Regions from separate parts of the Mus musculus genome. Here all the other regions are linked to region 3. A link is a contact called in public HiChIP or PLAC-seq and promoter capture Hi-C data. All regions are on one chromosome and are shown on one strand. The core of a region is the stretch at or near the end of the contact, and the rest is flanking DNA. Distances in the headings are between cores, read along the strand shown. Region 1 overlaps Lncpint (long non-protein coding RNA, Trp53 induced transcript). Region 2 has its middle 14 kb from the start of Ssmem1. Region 3 holds the start of Copg2 (coatomer protein complex, subunit gamma 2).

Region 1 (3,459 bases), core at 179-2,678, 290 kb before region 3:
TTTTTTAATTAGGTTTTTTTTTTTTTTTTTTTTTTTTCCTGTTCTTGTTCTTCTAATTGTTTCAAGACAGCCTGGCTGTTCTGGAACTCAGAGACCTTCCCACCACTGCCCAGCTCTCACATTTTACTTTCTGATAAATCAGTAAGTTCACTTTTAATCATGCTTCATTTTCTAAATATAGTTAAAGGGACTACATCTAAAACAAATACTTAGAAATGGAAAAAGAATGAGGAAAGAGAAAACAATTGGAGTGGAGTTTTTTCCTCTCCAGGTTTTCTGTGCATCAATACACACACACACCGAGTTGGTTTTTGTCTGTTTACTTGATGATTTGAACATACACATAAAGTCATTTTTGTTTGTTTATGAAAGTCACATGATTGTTTCACAAGTGTGACGTAAGGAACATGGCTCAGCTTTGCAATCAGGCATGCACAGGCATTGCATTCTGTAAGGTAATGGGTTATTGCTGTCTGCCAAGTGGCATTCTGGCCACTGCATGTGTACCAACTCATTCCATATTTACCAACTTTGATTTCTCATGGCAGGATTGACCTCTGCTGCACACCCCCACCCTGTGTGCATCGCCGCTTAACTTTGTGCGTGTGATGATAATAAAACTTCATAATGCCTGGCATTTAGATTGTAACGGAGCGCGTTATTCACAGCCCAGCGAGAGAATCTGAACTTATCTTTTTTCCTCCATCATAACTTTGTTGTGTTTGTTTTTAATTAATGATTGATTGGGGGAATCTAGATGACCTTAACACCTCACTCACTCCCGAACTCGACCTAACTTCTTACGTCTGGAATGTTATTTGTGGTCCAGTGAAACAGACACTGATGTTTTGTGTCGACTAAGTCTTCCGGGGGTAGCAGTTGGTAGCCAGCACCTGGCCTTCCTCTCTGGCCTACTTCTCTCAAGTAGCCGTGGCGTCTTCATTGCCTCCAAGAAAGCTCGTTGGCCTTAGGGTCTGGCTGGGAGTGGAGCCTCCTTTGTGTGGCTCAGGGTTCTAGTTAGCAAGAGCTCAGTCAAGCATGAGTGTTCTGCAAGGCAGAAGTATTAATTGCTTTTGATAGTGTTTTGTCATGAGAATATAGTGGGTGAATTTTCTAGGATTTCAATAAAGACAAAGTCATACACAAGAAAAGAACAAACAACAATTAAAATCTTGTTTGAAGCAAACAAAGAACAGAAAGGGTCCTTGACATTAGTTAGGTGACATCTTGGTGGGCAGTGCCAATGGAGAAGCTCTTGACATGATTCTTCCTTGTCTGCTTTGGCTTGTTGTGACCCAGCAGTGTCTGAGACGTTAAGCTGGGGCATCTGGGGCATCGCCATTACCCATGTGGAAGAGGAGCGGAGGGCAGGAGTCGGCTCCCACTGTTGTAGTAGAAGCATTGGCTGCTGAACTGTTACTAGGGACACAGAGGCTGCTGTTCTCCATGGCCAGCACTAGGAGGCCACAGAGGCCTGACGGCACACAGGTTTCTGCTCATCAGGAGGAAAACAAAACAAACCAACCAACTCTAGGGGGACCAGCACTGTGCAGATGAGCTAGTTTAAAGAGCTTGGTATCTCATAACCTGGTGAGCAACAGTCTGAATTGGCAACCCACTTACTGTTCGATTCGGGGCATTGTAAGTACAAGGAACTGAGCATTTCTGGCTAGGTAACCCCTGCTTCTTAGAGTGGTAACTGTAAGCTTCCTTGGATGCACCAGGCATCCCTGGTGAGCCTCTGGATACAGGTCCTGATTCTTGTCGTTGTCTGGTTTTTTTCCAGACAGGGTTTCTCTGTGTAGCCCTGGCTGTCCTGGAACTCACTTTGTAGACCAGGCTGGCCTCGAACTCAGAAATCCACCTGCCTCTGCCTCCCAAGTGCTGGGATTAAAGGCGTGCACCACCACTGCCCACTGCCCGGCTCAGATCCTGATTCTTAATGCACGGTTAATCCTGTGGCTGATGGAACAGACTCCTCCAGTCCATTGTGTTAATTGAAAACAAATAGTTTTCAAAGAAAACAAGTAGTTTTGGCCACAGGCATTCTACTAATATTCTAGTGAATTGTCTTTGGCCTTCAGGCCCTGCTAGGCAGACGTTGGATATGGAGGTGTATTTCTATGTAGTTGTGTGTTTTCTTGGTTCCCTTTTTGCTTTTAAAGGTAAATCACCATTTCATGACATAATTATCGCTATTTCTGAGTTGGCCCCTTATTCAGTCCCTGGTTCACCTCTGTTACTCTGATCTCCTGAACTCTGTAGAGTTTAATCCACACTACATTGATTTTTATGTATTTGCTACTTCTCCTTATTAAAATTCTAATTGTGTGTTCTGTTGCTTAAGGACAGGTGGTCTCTTATTTCCTGTGTTTCCTGGTAGAACCAAGTGTGCTCGTAAAAAGGACAGGACAGCTGCTTTCTTGACAGTAGTACATCCTGTGGGTGGCTTCCCCTCCAACCTCATCCCTTCTCCCCACCCCACTCTCCTTCCTTCTCTGCAGCTCTCCTCCTTCCCTCCTCTGTGCCTCCACTTGTGCTGTGTCATATTTCTGAAAGGGCCTTGAAGGTAGCTCACTTGATGAAGTGCTTAGCAAGGCTTGAATTCAATCCCCAGAACTAAGGCCAGAATGGTGGTGTAGCCCCAGTGCTTAGGAGATGGATTCGCATGGATTCCTAGAGCTTGCTGACCAGGCCAGCCTCCTTGGAGAGTTCAGGAAGGACACGGGAAGTTGTCCTCTGCCCTCCACACCCATGACCCAGCCTAGACACAAACGTACATAAAACAGATACAGAGGAAACTTTAAAGTAATGAACTTTTCTGCGTTCTCTGACATTTTATCTGTCCTTAACATTTTATTTATCATTGTTTAATATACATCCATAATTTCTGGGAGGCATATTACTTAACTTCTCCTCAAGGTATTAAAGGCTTTTGGGGGGGGGCTGTGTTTACCATGCTCCTTGAAGGACTTTGTAGAGATTTTAACTAAAAGTCTGTGTGTCCAGGTTCAAGCAGGGACATTGACTCTTTAAACCACAAAGAGGAGATTTCTTCATTTGCCCACCTTGTAATTTTCTCTGTAAAACTCTTGAAGATTTATTTCCTTATTCTTAGAAAGTGTCTTTTGAACAGACATGAACATGTGTTAAGTGAAAGCTAGTCCTATTCTATGAAATGGCTTTCAACATGAATTACGAGGTACTATTTTTGTCTATTGTTTATATCCAGGAACACTGATGGACTCCTACTTTATCCTGACAGTTTCTCTTTGTACATCTCCTATAGAAAGTTACCACCCAGAGATGTCATTTGCATGTTTGCATTTCCTTTGTATATTTTTGTGCGTATGTTGTATGTGCATCCATATGTTTACACGTGTGTGTGCGCTTGTAGACTCCAGAAATTGACATCAGGCATCTCCCTGGTCTCTTATTTATTAAAACAAGGTCTTCTGA
Region 2 (3,748 bases), core at 296-2,795, 370 kb after region 3:
TGGGAAAAAAAATCTACCGTAGCCAATACCTGCCTGGTCAAGGCAAAGTGACTGGGAGTGGGTAGAAAGGAGGCCAATAGCCCTGAAAAACCAAAGCACTCACAATGACAGTTCCCCACTCTCTCTGGCTCTCAGGAGGCAGTCACTCATTTCATCAGATGCCACACACACAGGTTAGTCAGGAGATACTGGGGGGAGGGGCATTCATCTCTGACATTTCCAGACTTGCTTTGTGAACGCTCTGGAGTGTGCAGGCTACAGTGGAATGCCATGTCCTTTGGGTATGACGGGCTTCTGCACCCACCGCACCCATCCATGGATGTGGGAAGGCAACGGTTTAGTTACACTTCTATCTTTAGCAACTTTAGCATTACAGAGCACATCCTAGGCAAAAGACCCTGCTCTAGAGATCACAGAGGAAGATCCAACCACAAGAAACAGGAAAACTCCCTGTGAATTCTAAAAAAAAAAAAAAAAGTTACTGTCCCTGGAGCTGATGACTTCTCTTGGTTGGCAGAGGGTCTCCCTCTGGTCTCCAGTTCCAGCACTATAGACTGGGTGTGGTGGTGAATCCCGATGGCCCACAGGAGGGAGAGAGCAAGGAGAATGAAAGGTCAGAGTCATTTTATACAAAGTCTCAGCCACAGGCAACTTTGAGATAAGCCTTAAGGCTACATAAGAACCTGTCTTTAAAAAAAAAAAAAAAAGTAACAACAAAACAAAACAAAAACCTATACAAATAGGCATAATTTAGGGGTTTGTTTGTTTGTTCAGACTAAGCCTCACTTTATAGACTTAATTGGCCTGGAATTCCAAATGAAGACCATGCTGGCCTGGAATTTCTATCAACCTGCCTCTGCCTCCCCAGGTGGTAGGATTAAAAGTGTGCACTACCACACCCAGTCAGGGTAATTTTTTTAAAAATAAATATGTTGGTGGGGTATGCCTTTAATCTCAGCACTGCATGAGCGGATCTCTGTGAGTTTGAGGCCAGGCTGGTTCACATGGAGAATTTCAGGCCAGTTAGGGCTACCCAGAAAGAACAAGTCTTAAAAAAAATAAGAAATTACCTTGCCTGCAAGCCATCCAAATGCAGGTGCCAAAAACAGTGGCATACTCCTGCAATCCCAGTACAGTACAGGGGGCTGAGAGGCAGGCAGATGGTGAAATGGTGAATTCCAGGCAAGTGTGAGCTAAAACACACACACACACACACACACACACACACACACACACAAGAAATGCAAGCTACTGCTCCAGCTCTTGTCAGATCAGGATCCTTTGCTTTCCATATTTCCAACCCGAGCCTTCCTGGACACGTGTTGCCATCCCCCGAAGACTTGGAGAAAGGAGAGAGGCCATTTCCTCTCCCTGCCTGTCTGTTTTCAGAGCCAAGAAACTTTTAAGAATGCCCTCACCAGCAAACTTCTCCCTGGAATGAAATGACACCCCCTGCCTGCTCGAATCACTCCACAGGGGGACTGCTGCTGCCATGATTGGCTCAGAGCAATCAAGGCCCTGTGTCAGTGAGAGTGTACAATGGGCAGAAGGAGGATCTGCTAGGACGGAAGAAAGGGAGGCAATCAGCAGGGGCTACCCGGACTCTGTCTGATTCTAAAGCCCGCAATCAGCGGAAAGACGCGAGGGCCCGGGCCCTGGCAGCCATTTCTCCAGGCACTTTGTCTCTCGTTTCACTCTCAGACCCGCCACTCTGCCTTACCAAATCCGGTAGATCCGCCCACCGGAACCTGGTTTTTATCTCCCCTCTCCCCGCTTTTGATTTATTTTAATTAGTAACAGAGCTGGCTCCCTGCCTGGCATTTTCACTGCTAAATCAAGATTTTGAACATAAGAAAGTTTAAGGTGTCAGAGGACACTAATAAAGACCGTTACAAACTGCAGGCCCCTGTAATCAGGCCATGTTAAGGTCTGCCTGCGAAGGAAGTGAACTCAGAAGTTAACAGATAAAAACTGGAAAATAGTACTATTGGGATTAAACCTTTTTATTACAAAAAAAAGAAAAAAGAAAAAAAAAAGCATTTCATGCACTGATTTTTGAGTACTAAGAAATTTCCTAGATGGAACGTTCAGTGTCGAGAGCTTCCGGAGTTGGGGGGGGTGGGGGGTGGGGGTGTTGATCAAAAAGCACAAGGAGGATTAATTTACAAGACATCTCCCTCTGAGCAGCTTCTCTGGGCCCTAACAATCTTCTGCTCTACATAAAAGGTTTCATACTCTTTGTCCCTGTCTAGGGCTGTTAAGCTAAGCGCATCCTTACACCCAAAAGTGCTGAGAACTGAACATTTAGCTCACAAGTAACACATTTTCCTTCTTGCTCTTCCTTGGTCACTTTGGAAGGTTTGTGGCTCATTTATTTCCCCTTCAGCCGCCATCAGCTCTCAGACCACATGTTCCTGACAGAGAGAATATCCAGGTGGCCTGGTGCTTGGAAACCTGTCAGACATTATTCAATGCAATAAAGAACACATCAGACAAGTCCTTGGGATATTGTTGCAGGGAAACCCTGTTTAGAATTCACTAATTGGGAATCTGTGACAATTTGAGGAAGGGCTAGCAGAAGTTAACCTTTGTGGGGGGAAAAAAGAGTTCACTGAAGTTCTGCATAGTATAAACAAGATAAGAAGGGGAATAATTATCTATTTAAAAGAACCAGTTGTTTTGAAAAGCTTTCTATAGAAGTATCCTTTTACATACAAACTGGGTAATTATGATTTAAACAAAGGCTGGCCTGTTTCTTAGGCTTCTTTGAAATGTCAATTACAAACTACTCTTGTCTCTTCTCCAAAGCAAAGTCCATCCCTGTGCCCTGGCCACAGTTGGTTAGCTGGCGTCCACTTACTGTATTTATAAATAACAAACCTGCAGTTCTTCTGAACTAATATGATTTCATTCACGCTTTTCACTAACCTAAACAGTGGCCCATCCTCCAGGGTGGCGAAGAGTTACTAATTACTAGCATGTGGCAAATCTGGAGTGCGTTGAGCAATGATTTTTTTTTTTTCTCACTAGCTTAGTATCGTGGCTACATAATAAGGGAAAACTTCAAAGAAAACTCCTGCCTGGCAGTACCTTTTGGTTTTTACCTTAGTAAAGAAACAAAGGAAGACACATTTTGTGCTACAACTCAGCACATGCACCCTGAAATAGAAACTATCCTCCTCCTGAAGTCTGATATTGTGCTACCCTCTGTTATTTTTAGATTACCGTTAGTTGCAGCCACTAAGTTGATTTCACTACTGATGGTTGCAGCCCACCCTTACCCATAAGGGATTGTTCCCAGAGAATGTGGAAACCAGAGGGCACGGAACCTTACGCATAAATGATTTTTCATGTGTGTGTGTGAGATCTGTACCTAAGATAAAATTTAATTTAGGTAGAGCCTGCACAAGACCCTGGGTTCTATCAGGAGTGCTGAAGAGAAAAACAAAACTGACTGTTTGACAGTTCTATTCTTTGCCCACTCTGGGTACTCTTCTGGGTAGTCAAAGTTTTTTTGAAGAGGAGGTGGTGGAGGAGGGACGAAGTTGTTTCATTTATAAATTAGCCACATTAAAAATAATACTAGCCAGGTGTGGTGGCGCATGCCTTTAATCACAGCACTCAGGAGGCAGAGGCAGGCGGATTTCTGAGTTCGAGGCCAGTCTGGTCTACAGAGTAAGTTCCAGGACAGCCAGGGCTATAAAGAGAAACCCTGTCTCGAAAAACAAAACAAAACAAAACAAAAAAA
Region 3 (3,283 bases), core at 742-3,241:
CTCTTAATGGCTATAGTCCAAGGGAGAAGAGGGCCTCTTCTCCAAAGCTTGTTTCATTTTCAGCCAAAGATTGTAGAAGAGGAAACATCTATTTCTTTCATGAGAAATTTCACATGATGAATATTGGTCGGACTTTATATAAGTCAAATGAGGTAGCTAGAATCATTAGTATAGTATTTACATTTTAAAATTAGGTTTACTCATTTTATTTTATGTATGAGTGGTTTGCTTGTGTGTATATCCGCTTACCACTTACGGCGCCCACAGAGATCAGAGGAGAGGGCATCGGATCACCTGGAACTAGAGTTACTGATGGTTTGTCAGCCACCACGTGAGTGCTGGGAATTGAACTCAGGTCCTCTGCAAGAGCAATAAATTCTCTTAATTACTGGGCCATCTCTCCAGTCCCTAGCATAGTATTTTTAATCGGGATGGAGTAACATTTTAAGTGGCACCATTACTAAGGTTTGGGCACATTATTCAGCGGAATCTATATATGATGGGAATTTTTTCTTTTTCTTTTTGTTTTTTCAAGACAAGGTTTCTCTGTATAGCCCTGGCTGTTCTGGAATTTGCTGTGTAGACCAGGCTGGTCTTGAACTCAGAGATCTGCCTTCTGGGATTAAAAGCGTGTGTGCTATCATGCCCAGTTTGAAATTTTTCTTAAGGGTATGTAGCATAATCTAGGTAGGACCTTTTCTAAGCCCTGTCAGGATGAGATAGATCTTCATGTATAAAGTAATATGTCAGCCTTCAGCTCTAGTGTCATTTATGGCGACTACATATGCCCTCTCCAAATATGAGTGCTTTACTTTTGTACCTAAAATGAACAGACAGTTATGGTGCATTTCCTCAACAATAACAAAGCTGCCAGGGTGTTTTACTAGTGGTGCCATTTCTAAGCTAACATCTCTGTCCCCCAAATGATGCCCTATCATTTGTGTGTGTGTGTGTGTGTGTGTGTGTGTGTGTGAGAGAGAGAGAGAGAGAGAGAGAGAGAGAGGGAGAGAGAGAGAGAGAGAGAGAGAGAGAGATCTGAGTAGAAGTTGTCAAGTTTGGTTAGAAGGTTGCCCAAGAGGCAAACCACGCCCTCAACGGAGGAAGGACTGTCATTAAGATCTTAAAGTAGTCAACGCCCTAAGAACAGGTGAAGCTGGAAAGACCTTCTAGAAATGTGATGTCTTCGATGCCCAAGGCATTAAAAGCGTGTTTTTCATACTCTGAGACGAGGACAAAAAAAAAAAAAAAAAAAGAGAAAACATTTGGAAAAGCACTGAGACACATGAGTATCCCTTAAATTACTTGAGTGTTATGCAGATTGAATCATTTGAAAATGGTGAAAGCCAAGAAAACTACACTGGTTTGGGTGAAGAAGGAATCATAAGAAGTTGGGAATGGCAGTCCCCAAATCTACCCTCTTGGAAAGTTAAATTAAGACCAGCTTTTCGGTCTCCTCAAATGGATCACATCACGCCTTCCTTTTAGTACGCTTCTAGTGCTCTCAGAGTCGCACATTCAACGTGTCCTATGCTTTGTCGTAGTTTCCATGAAGTCAGAGAGTGAAACACCAACTTCGCAAGTATTTTGGGAACCCCTGACATTTTCAAAGCTCCTAGAAGAGAAGCCTACAAGAAGTGTGCCAGGGGAGAGCTTCTTTCGCCATGGAAGGGCCCAGCAGTGGATTGTCAAAGATGCGGCTGTCATTTGGTGAAGACAAAGACTTAAAGCCCCACTCCTCACTCTCCAAGAACTGAGGGGGCCTGGAGAAGTCACTAACCAAATAAAGTTCCCTGTTTGTTGTCTCAGACCTGGCTTGCAGAGTTTGTGAAGCGGGGCGTGGTGAGCCTCCGGGCAGATTCTGGCCACGCCCCCGTGCGGCAGTGGGCGGAGCAGGGGGCGTGCCTGCGTCCCTAGGGGGCAAGGGCGGCCGCGGAGGCCCGAGGGGGGCGGGCCTTGGCCCCGAGTGACGGCCCGCCGGCCCAACCGGTGCGAGAACCCAGGGCCTGCCTTCCTGCAGCGTCTTCCGCTCGCCGGCTGCGGCGCCTGGGACGGTTGCGGTGGGTCTGGGCGCTGGGAAGCCGTCCAAGATGATTAAAAAATTCGACAAGAAGGACGAGGAGTCTGGTACGCGCGGCGCTCCGGACGCCCACTCTCAGGCGCAAGGGTTTCCCCCCTTCCCTCGCCCGCAGCCACCTGCTCTGGGGGGCGGCCGCAGCGGCGGGGTCTGCCCGAAGCCCCTCCCCCGGCGCCGGGGCCTCCCCTCGGGCCGCGCGCTCCTGGCCGGGAGTCGCCTCGAGCGCTCGGCGGCTCCGCCCCGGCGCGTCCCCGCCCCCCGCGCCCGCCCCCCGATCGAGCCCCTCCGAGCCGGCCCTCCGTGGGGCCCTGTCGGGGGGCGAGGAGGTGCGCGCGCAAGTCTCGGTACCCTGGGGTTGCTGGTGGGGTTAGGCCCCAGGGCGAGCACCCCCTGTTTTGGGAGCTGGGGTCGACCGGGCCAGGGTTGCGTGTTTATGGACTCTGAAGGGCCTTGATTCTCCTGTTCCCAGGGGTTAAGACTGCCCGGTGGGACACAGCTCATTGAATGCTCAGGCATCCAGAAGTGACTTGCGTGTTGATACCTGTCTGTGGTGCAGTGCAAGTGGGGAAGATGCCAAGCCTCTTCAAAAAAAAAAAAAAAAATCTTCAGCTCTTCAGTGGTAGCTGCTCTCACAAGTGTGGTGGAAGGTTGGGTTAGTGGACCTTCATGGCCTCATCCTGCATGGCCTTTACATCTGTGACTCTCTGCGAAACTGTTCCTTTCTGCTTCAGTAAATGTGTGAAACACATAAAATAGGGCTTGCTTTTAGGGAAATCCATAGTGTCCTGTCATCTCATTACTCTTGGTGGTGGTGGAAACCGACACATTTGTTAACATCCATGGGATGGGGGAGGGGGAAGCAGGGAATGAAGGCACTCATTTTGGATAGGGTTCCTATATCAGGAGAAGTCCAAGATATCTCAGTATGGCAATGACAGAATTTGAACCAGAATCAAAATTACTTCATCCAACTTCTTTGCATATTAGTAATAGTTGTCCTTGTGACTTCCAAGGGATCATTCTGTTTAGGTGAGATTTCCAAGCATGCAATATCCTCCTTTAGAAAAGTCTTTGTAGTCCAGCTATTGAAGACCTTCTCTTTTTCTTATACTATAGGTAGTGGTTCCAATCCTTTCCAGCATTTGGAGAAGAGTGCTGTCTTGCAGGAGGTATGGCTTGGATGTGTACAGTGCCTTATCAATTCTGTTT

Evidence for each region. Promoter capture Hi-C pulls out the DNA fragments that hold promoters and counts their contacts. HiChIP or PLAC-seq counts read pairs in DNA pulled down with a chosen protein or histone mark.
Region 1: a contact with region 3 is called in a promoter capture Hi-C map of hematopoietic stem and progenitor cells, with 2.3 times the contacts expected there. The contact joins the enhancer-like site here to the promoter of Copg2 in region 3. A contact is called at or near these places in 5 of 39 promoter capture datasets (the 3T3-L1 cell line, hematopoietic stem and progenitor cells, hippocampal neurons and 2 more) and 1 of 115 datasets of contacts at active chromatin or transcription factors (pancreatic cancer cells).
Region 2: an H3K4me3 HiChIP or PLAC-seq map of embryonic forebrain shows a contact between it and region 3, with 5 times the contacts expected there. The contact joins the enhancer-like site here to the promoter of Copg2 in region 3. A contact is called at or near these places in 19 of 39 promoter capture datasets (3T3-L1-derived adipocytes, the C10 cell line, the HPC-7 cell line and 14 more), 1 of 15 datasets of contacts at CTCF or cohesin (the NIH/3T3 cell line), 14 of 484 Hi-C or Micro-C datasets (the HL-1 cell line, Th1 cells, bone marrow-derived macrophages and 6 more), 28 of 115 datasets of contacts at active chromatin or transcription factors (the 230-238 cell line, the NIH/3T3 cell line, the SCID.adh cell line and 20 more) and 4 of 9 other capture datasets (adipose tissue, embryonic stem cells, liver and 1 more).

Annotation. Positions count from the first base shown.
Region 1 is chr6:31,187,255-31,190,713 of GRCm38.p6, reverse strand. The region is part of intron 1 of Lncpint (long non-protein coding RNA, Trp53 induced transcript); the gene reads left to right. Among named protein-coding and RNA genes, the nearest start is that of Lncpint, 29 kb to the left of the region's middle. Within about 2 kb of position 1,428, at least 98 of the 459 cell types and tissues checked have an H3K27ac peak or open chromatin away from gene starts, as enhancers often do. A contact at or near this core is called in hematopoietic stem and progenitor cells, liver and pancreatic cancer cells, where this site is marked.
Region 2 is chr6:30,524,793-30,528,540 of GRCm38.p6, reverse strand. No RefSeq gene overlaps it. Among named protein-coding and RNA genes, the nearest start is that of Ssmem1, 14 kb to the right of the region's middle. Within about 2 kb of position 1,545, at least 77 of the 459 cell types and tissues checked have an H3K27ac peak or open chromatin away from gene starts, as enhancers often do. A contact at or near this core is called in craniofacial prominence, embryonic basal ganglia, embryonic brain and 4 more, where this site is marked.
Region 3 is chr6:30,895,502-30,898,784 of GRCm38.p6, reverse strand. It overlaps Copg2 (coatomer protein complex, subunit gamma 2), which reads left to right and starts at 1,991. Exons shown (of 24, transcript NM_017478.3): 1 at 1,991-2,124; 2 at 3,191-3,243. The coding sequence starts at 2,088. Tsga13 (testis specific gene A13) reads left to right here. Exons shown (of 8, transcript NM_054073.2): 8 at 1,542-1,804. The coding sequence ends at 1,711.